Linked DNA regions of Oryzias latipes: region 1 is linked to region 2. The links are chromatin contacts, called in public Hi-C maps. All regions are on one chromosome and are shown on one strand. The core of a region is the stretch at or near the end of the contact, and the rest is flanking DNA. Distances in the headings are between cores, read along the strand shown.

Evidence for each region. Hi-C and Micro-C count contacts between places; a contact is called where the count stands out from the background.
Region 1: a contact with region 2 is called in a Hi-C map of embryo, with 2.9 times the contacts expected there. The contact joins the promoter of drd3 here to the enhancer-like site in region 2. A contact is called at or near these places in 5 of 5 Hi-C or Micro-C datasets (embryo, fibroblasts and gastrula embryo).

The regions. Positions count from the first base shown.
Region 1 is chr20:17,819,156-17,823,412 of ASM223467v1, forward strand. drd3 (D(3) dopamine receptor) reads right to left here and starts at 1,741. Exons shown (of 8, transcript XM_011488947.3): 1 at 1,227-1,741. LOC101163444 (thiosulfate:glutathione sulfurtransferase) reads right to left here. Exons shown (of 4, transcript XM_004081064.4): 4 at 3,632-3,903. The coding sequence ends at 3,849.
Region 2 is chr20:17,750,034-17,754,239 of ASM223467v1, forward strand. qtrt2 (queuine tRNA-ribosyltransferase accessory subunit 2) reads left to right here. Exons shown (of 9, transcript XM_020712385.2): 8 at 1,011-1,128; 9 at 1,266-1,728. The coding sequence ends at 1,503. Among protein-coding and RNA genes, the nearest start is that of LOC110017284, 4.9 kb to the right of the region's middle. Within about 2 kb of position 1,333, at least 1 of the 8 cell types and tissues checked has an H3K27ac peak or open chromatin away from gene starts, as enhancers often do. A contact at or near this core is called in embryo, where this site is marked.

The sequences.
Region 1 (4,257 bases), core at 491-2,990, 70 kb after region 2:
CAATATTTTATGTGTTAAACTTTTAAAAGCAGAAACTACAAAGCTAGATGTTAGAATAATTAGGAGTTGGCAGTATATTTGGGGCACAGTCAGTAAAGTTAGCTCATTGTAAAAAAAAGAGGGTAACAAGCCCTGCAGTCTCTATGAATTGCTCCATTGGTCTTAGCCTCATGCCCTGCCCCTTCCATCTTTCCTTTCATTTATCTGCAAACCTCCCCATTTGGTCTTGGTCCAAATGTCTGCAGTGTTTCTGCTCACACCTTACAGGAAAAACCAACTTATCCATCTCATTCAACCTTTTTTTGCTTTCAGAGGCAGAATTGCCCAGAGATCACACAGAGATAACAAAAAGGTGTCTTTAAACCTGGCTCACACCCAGGATTTTAAAGATTTCCAAAGTCTACATTTCCACTCTGTTCCTGAATGGCTCCAATATCACATTACTGTCCACCAGATAAGCTGAGGGATGCAGAGAAAAAACCTCAGCAGTGACACTGCTCACTTTCAGGCTTCTCATCAAAGCAGAGAGATTTTAGGCGTGAAAGATGGATAACCACAAATATTTCGGGAGAAGCACGTCTATGCACACTCAAACACGCACACACAAAGGCGTGATTTATTCATCTGAAGGCACAATAAAGTACAAGGTTACATCCTGCTTCAGTGAAAGGTTTGTTTATACTTATAAACAAGTTCCAATTAATGCTGATTGTCCACTTCAGTGTTTTGATCAGACCAGCCCTGGCTCTGGTTAGTAAGGCTCTCCCATTGTGTTGCAGTGACCTCCTGTCAGTGAGCATTTAGTTTTTCAAAGTAGGAAATCTGGTTTGAAAGGTGAGATATGAAGACCAAATACAACATGACCAATTAATGAGACATCTCGACCAAACCCCCTTTAATTTTTTTCTTTCTCCTGCTCATGTAAAATGTATTACAGCGATCAATCAATCTTAATTTGCCAGAACAAACCCTTAATTGAGCTAATCAATTGCATTTTCTGACTCCAGAACTCACAGTGAAGCTCAAGATGCTGTTTTTTTTAATATGACCAGTGATAAAGCACAATAGTATCACCTTAAAAACTATACATTTATTTCTTTATGACATTATGATGAAATAATCACCCTTTAGAAAAACAAGGCAGCAGAAGAGGGGAAGACGCATAAATATTACACCTGCCTAATGCTTCTGTTTGCGTCTTCATCTTAGAGAACAAACTTAATTACCTGCTACCGATTTCCAGAAGAGGATTTATTGAGGAAAAGCCGAATCCACGCGGAGTTTAAAGTTCTTCCATCACTGCTCCATCCAACGCCAACGAGAGGAGCGCGCGGTGCCATTGCGCACGGGCGAATGCGAAAGTGGGAAGATCGCTGACGAGCAACCAAGCTTTTCTCTCACTTCATCTCTTCAAAAGGTCGCCGTCTCTCTCTCAGGCGAGCGCTTCAACACGCGTTCAGATCTTTGATGTCAGCAGCAGGAGCGCGGCGGCGCACGCAAAGCGGCGGCACCGGCAGGCAAGCAGGTGTCTCCATATGCGCGTGTTGGTAGAAATGAAAGGAAGATCACGTTTAGGATCAGAGAAAACCTGTTCAGGTTTCCATTCAAGTTAAAGACCCAACTTTTATCTTGAAGTGGAAATCCCACAACTTGTCTGCAGTCGTGACCCTGTGTCTGTCTGGGTCGCGCTTTGCTGAAAGCGGCGTTCAAACAAAAATAGCCTGAAGTGGCCTCATTAAAAAAAAAAAAACAGATCAGACACAGAGTGTAAATTAGGTCAGTCTGGAAGGAAAATATGTATGAAGTGTAACATCTTTGTGTCTCTGTGGTCCCAAGATACACCCAGAAAGAATTTCTAAATATGTGGTGCTTTTGTCTTACATGCCATTTTTCCAGCCTTGCTTGCCTTTTATAAGAAAAGGCTGTCAGCCATGCAGGGGCCCCTCAGTACACACCATGCTGAGAGGAGGATAGAAGGTGATTTCTTTGTTGAAGGAGTCAAAAAACAAAAATGTTTATTTTGGTAAAACTGACATGCACATTTTTAATCACTGTGTAGATTCTGCTCTTTGTCAAGTCAGTTCTGATTTTAATGAAAACCCGCTTGGTTCACATTTCCACATATAGAGCTATATTTAACAGTGGATGCATTGTCAGGCTTCAGTTAAGTGCCTTTTAGAAGACGGAGAGCAGCAGGGAGTTGATGAAGCGCTCTATGTAACCGCAGTAGCTGACAAACAACCACGGAAAGATCATTTTTCAATCCAAACCACCCACCAGTCGGTGATTTTAGGAGGGCAAAAGTGTCTAAATGTCCTTGGTACTCATCGGATATTTAACCTGTCTTTCTCCTCTTTAGTTGTCAACTCTCTTCAACTTTGGAATGAATCCAAATGGTTGGAAAGAACTTGAATCATCAGATGAGAGGTGGTGCTTGACATTCTCAAGACATGTGAAAGTTTGACTCCCATGCAGTGTTGCAAATGAATCCCCCCCCCCATCAAAACTGTTCTTCAGTTTTTGACCCCTTCTGATGTGTTCCTATTTCTGGACAATCACAGAACAATGAAGAAATCCACCAGAAGCGTGCGATCTATCCCGGACTGGCAATTGCTGCACTGAATTGGTAATTTATAACTCAGAGTGGAACATGAGGCACAATCCAGGTGCCATTGGTCATAGCCTCCACCGCCGCCTACTATTGCTTTCACACTGAGACACAATAAAGGAGACAAGCACACACAGAGAGAGGAAGGGAGCAGAAAGGAGGATCTGCTTTTTCTCTGAATGAAGGAGCCGGCCTTCATCAGATGGCAGCTGCTCACAGAGCCGTCACCATCTGACTCCATATATGTCTGGACTACAACCAGTGTCAAGGTCAGGCCCTGAAAGCATTGCTGCAATAATAATAAAAAATAATGATGGCAGAAAAGGTTTGAGTGATAAAACAAATGACAGTAAAGAGAATGTATATCCATTCTGCCTGTAGTTTGCTGAACGTTTGCTGCCATCTGTTGATCAGTAAGTGGAACTGCTCTTTCCAAAGCTGAGATGGCATTGAGACTAGAAAAAAAACACACTAACTTTAATTTAATTGTTCAGCTCTAAAGGTAGAATACTTATTATACTGTGGCTGATTTTTAAATCAGTTATTTTATTACTGGAACAATGAAAGCAAATGTATACAAATTCTTCAAACAAATCATCCAGGTCCAAAATGTAATATTTGAATAGTTTTATGATAATATAGCCAAAGGTTTGACCTGACCAATAAAATAGAAATCTTAAGAAAAATTCTAAGAGAAGTTCTGAAATTAATCTTTTTATCAGCAGGTTTTTTTTTCGATTTGGAAAAATATTTTGACAATTCAAATTGAACTGCAGTTCCAAATAAAAAATTGTTTAACATTTTAAGGCGGTAAATGAAAAAGATTTAAGACAGATATTGTCATAACTTTAGCGACTTTTCCTCTACATTTTTATGAACTAATCTGCAAAGAATTTAACACTAAATTAAATTCCATTGATTTCAGCACAAACTCCTTTTGCTGTATGTGTGTATTTATGTAAACTAAAAAAAAAAAGTAGCTAATACAAGGATTTAACCAGATAAGAACGGACCAGTTTAATAGGCAGTTTGTAGTTTCTTTATTTATTTATAAAAGCAGAAACATTCAGCTCAGTTTAAAAACGTGTAACAGTCTAAATGTCATAAAACATCGAGTGTTAAGTCCGTGCAATCTTGCTATACATTCTGTATAGTCAATATCTTTTTAAAAACACCACACACACAAAAACCAAACAATAAAAAACAAAGACAGGAGTGTGAAAGACATTCAAGTCTGGATTCATTTTCCTTCTTGTTTAACCCACTCAACGTAGCCTCCTTTGTAATGTCTAGCCCTGTAGGGAAAAAACAAAACAAAAACAGAAGATATAAAGATATGTTTGTAAAGATATGTTTTTAATACCAACAGATTCTGGGAGCTGTACACTATAAATCTAAAAACAGTTATCAAGAAGGGATTACTAACAGCTACAGGTTAAGTTCAGAAAATCTCATCTTCAAGTCTCACTCCAATCATCATTTGATCCATTTCAAAAGTCTTTCCAGTGGTCTCTTAAATGTGATTATGCCCCTTTTAGGCAAAATTAAAATTCTGTGTATTTTAGGACATAGTTTTAACAGAGTGGCAGTTGTTTACTAGAAATTAGCCTCTAATTTAAATAAATAATTAATACTTTATTTATCCCACA
Region 2 (4,206 bases), core at 83-2,582:
GGCTAATCTCAGAGAAACGCTCACGTTAGGTTGATGGATTGGTTCTATGTCATGTTGACTGAGAGTGTGGCTCTGCTGTGAGGACGGCGGGGTAGATGTGAATTTCTTCTTCCTGTGGTTTTCCAAAGGTTTTGACAGGAAAAAGCGTTTGGAGCTGTGCACCCGGAGCCTTCCTTGCTTTTTACCCTTAAAGGAGGAGATCTGGATATGCCCATAAAATTGAATTGGCTCTCACCTTTGGCCCCAAGTTTAATGAATATCTGCTTTTGGGTGTAATTCTGAAAGGAGCAAAGCTGAAAACAGTCTCTCTGCGGTTTAACAGACGTACAATGACGCTCCTTTTCTGTCTATTTCAGAGCATTTCCTTTCCTCCTGGCTTTAATAAATGTTGTTGATGCCCCTTGCTTTTTTTAAATGCTGAATCTTATCTTTTGCACCTTGTTTGGCCTTTTCCATGGTCAGACGTCATTTTTTCCTATTCTTGTGCTTATCTCCTCTCAGCTCCATGCTGCATAAAGACCCCATGAAAATTTTTCCTTTGCAGGTTCTTTTTTGGTGTGTTGCTTGCTGCTTGACCTTGTTCAGCTTCCATTAAACCCATTCGCTCCTCTGTTGCCCTTTAATCTCAGCCTATGAATGTATGCATCACTATGGACCACTTTGGTTGTTTTTTTCCTCCTCCTCTTCATCCTCTTCCCCCTCCTCACATCCCCTTGTGTCTGCCGCTGGCCAAAGAGAAGATCTTCAAGTGAAAAATATTCCTGACTTTGAGGACGAGTTGTCTTCTGCGTAGAACTTTGAATGAAAACAATTATTGGGGTGTAAAGTATCACGCATGAAATGGGTTTTAACATCCACAGCATAGACAGGAAGCATCCGTTTAGAGAACGACTGTCATGAGATGCTTAATTTTTTTCTGCTTGGTGTCTAAATGGTGATTTAATTTTCAAGAAAGAGTGAAATTGCAGCGTTTGGGTTGGAATTAATGAGGCGTGTTTGTGTCTTGACAGTGTTGGAGCTGAATGAAGAAAAGCACTCAGCGGGGGACAACATGCAACCAAAAGGCGATCTCAACTGCGAGGATCAAACACAGATGACGAGCTTTGAAATGAATCTGAAAGACAAAAGGTTTGCAGAAGCCTCGCTCAAATCCCCCTGGGCTTTCAGAAGTGCTCGCCGCTTGCAAAACCTCCACTTTCATGTGTTTGATTAACATTTACAGCGACTGTTTGTGAAGCTTAAACTTTAACTGAACCACTTTCCAGGTATCAGGATGATTTCAAATCCCTGGTGGAGGGGTGTGGCTGCTACTGCTGCAAGAACCACCAGAGGGCGTATCTGCACCACCTGCTAGTGACCAATGAGCTGCTGGCTGGAGTGCTACTGATGATCCACAACATGACCCACTATCAGAATTTCTTCGGTGCCGTGAGAGAAGCTTTGGCCACCGATAAAATGGATCTCCTAAAGAAAAGAGTGCATGGAGAAACCAGGAACACGTGAAGGCGACTCTGCTCTTTGAGTGACATGTCTGCAGGAAACTCTATATTTTAATGTCTGTAAAAAAATGGAAGTAAAAATTGGTTTAATGTGAGGAAGAGGATTCAGGAGAAATCTGATCATGTAGGAACTGAAACTAAATGGATTCATTGATGGACGATAAATTTTTTGTAAACTCTGGCGAAAAATCAGTTACGACAAATAAAAAAAACATGGAATCAATGCTAATATCCTTCTCGTTTTCCTTCTTTTTAACTCTGCATTTTGATTCTGTGTATCTCATGTTTGTTGATCCAGTAAAGCGTTCCTTCTAATGCCGACTCTCTCTAACCAGCATGCATGATTTGTGTGCTTTGCCTTGAGGAAATGCTTTAACTTCTACCTGGTTAACAGGACCTGAGAGCTGACAGCTCCGCCCTTCCTGCTGCTGAGAAAGGATGGAGATCAGATACAGATAGAGTTCTCTGCTGACTCTCTTGAGGTGGTGAGGCGAGGCTGGTTTTGAAGGTGAGATGATATAATTGACTGCCAACCCTGTGCATGACTGTTGGGGAAAGGGGGCACACTGAGGGGGAGGCAAGGGTGACAGATTTGTGGAACAGCAATGGAATTTCTCCCCCACCTCCCTCCACCCAGGGTTATCTTAACTGCAGTGAGCATTATGAAGAAGTAGGTTGGAGGATTTGCTGTCATCAGTGGGTGTGCGCTGTGCATAAATGTTTCAAGAAATAAAAGTTAAATAAATCGGCAGTAGATGGAAACTGACACAGAGATGGTTATAAAGGCAATCTCCCAGATCAGTAGGTAAAAATAGAAAGCAGTGATTGGCTGTTGCCCTCTTTTTTCCTGCGTGACTGCAGCATGTCTTTTTTTTTTCCTCTGAAGCAGCTGTTTCCAGCAGCAAACACAACAGCTGCTTCTTTTGTTAGTTTGTGAGAAATTTGAATGAAAGTCTGCTCAGCTGATCTGCAATCAGTAAACAAGCCATTAAAAAGGCAAAGCATTGAAATTAATCAGACTAAAATGAGTCTGAATTCATTTGCACTTGTTTATCAGGCTTGACTCTGAAATAAAAGTAGCAATTATCTGACAAAAAGTATACTTAAGTGTAGCTGCAAGTTTTGAATGGTGTCCTTGAGGAGGTGTTTGAAATAATAACTATTCATAAAATATAATACAGGAGTTTTGTCAAAGTCATAGTTTTTTTTTGCCTAACCTGACACGACCTCCAAACATCAAAATGTTCTTTTGAACATCTTAAAAAGAGAAAAACTGGAAGAAAGTGAGCATCATGCCGAAGCGAAGGCGCCCCAAGAGGTTTGAGCTTTCAGACAGTTTAAACCGAGAAACTGTTGCAGGTCTGCAAAAAAGTGCCAGTAGGATTTATAGAAAAGCAAATCAAAACCAGGTTAGACAAAAAAAAAAGACTTTCAGGGAGATTTAGAGACGAAAACTTTCTGCTCTGCCATTCCTGCTTATATTTGACCTTAACTTCAGAAACGTTACCGCTATTTCTGCATTGTCAACAAAATTCCTTCATTCTGTTCCCCTCTATACAGTTAATATGCATCATAAAACTTTTGACTGTAGCATTGACATGCATTTAAGATTCCCTTCAGAGGAGAGAGGGTCTGAACACCAAGGCTCCTCCTGATTAATGTTGATAAAATGCTGTTTATTTTTCTTTAACAAATATTTCTTCAAGAAAAAAGTATAAAATATTTGCAAAATATCAGGGACCTTGTTTTTCCCCCACATTAGATTAAAATGAAAAACAGTCAAAAGCTTCTTTAGGGGACTCTGCTCTTTCTTTGTAGCAAACCTTGAATCCTCATCTCTTCGGAGCAAAGCTGTCTAAACCTGGTCTCCCCCGGTACAGTTGTGGCTTTAAATTACTTTAAAAGCCAGTCAGACAATAAACTGGTGAATCTTCAAAATTGGATTTTGTAAGAGCTAAATTTATACCGGTGTTGATAGGGTTGTCACTTTTCATCCAGGACGTGTTGTAGTATATAAGCTTTGGCAGTAAAGCAAAGTGAGCAAAAGCACAAAATGGATTTAAACAAATACTTTTTAATGATGCAGTGTTAAGAATCTTATTTTATGTACAGACCATTCCCCCAAAAAATTAGAATATCATGGAAACTGTGTTTATTTCCATAATCTCATTAAAAAAATGAACTTTTATAGAATATAGATTCAGGACCCACTGTTAAATTGATTTCGAGTACTTTTTTGTTCCAGCTCATAAAACTCATAAAAACAGGGTTTCAGAGAGAAGAAATCTGACCAAATTTTTCAGTTCTTCAGTTCCAGATGTCATCGACTTCGATCCCTTCCATAGTCTTGATAAGCCACAAAAGTTCCTAGCTAAGCAGGGTTGGCTGTGTCCAAGCAGATCAACAGACAGTCTAATGGAAGGGAAAATGTGTTAGGAGAAGATGTAGCAGTAAAGGAGACAGCCGTGGGCTTCAGCGGATAAATCAAAAGATTCAAGAACCAGGAGACATGCAGAATGAGTTGGAGGAACAGCTTCAAAAACCACCACATTCAGACACATTCAAGTGGTGGGCTACGACTGCTGGGTTCCTTGGGTCAAATCACTTCTGAGCCTGGACCAACGGAGGAAACGTCTCAACTGGGCCAAGGAGAAGAAGGACTGGACTGCTGATCAGAAGTCCTCATGAAAGTAAAGTCTGCCTTTCA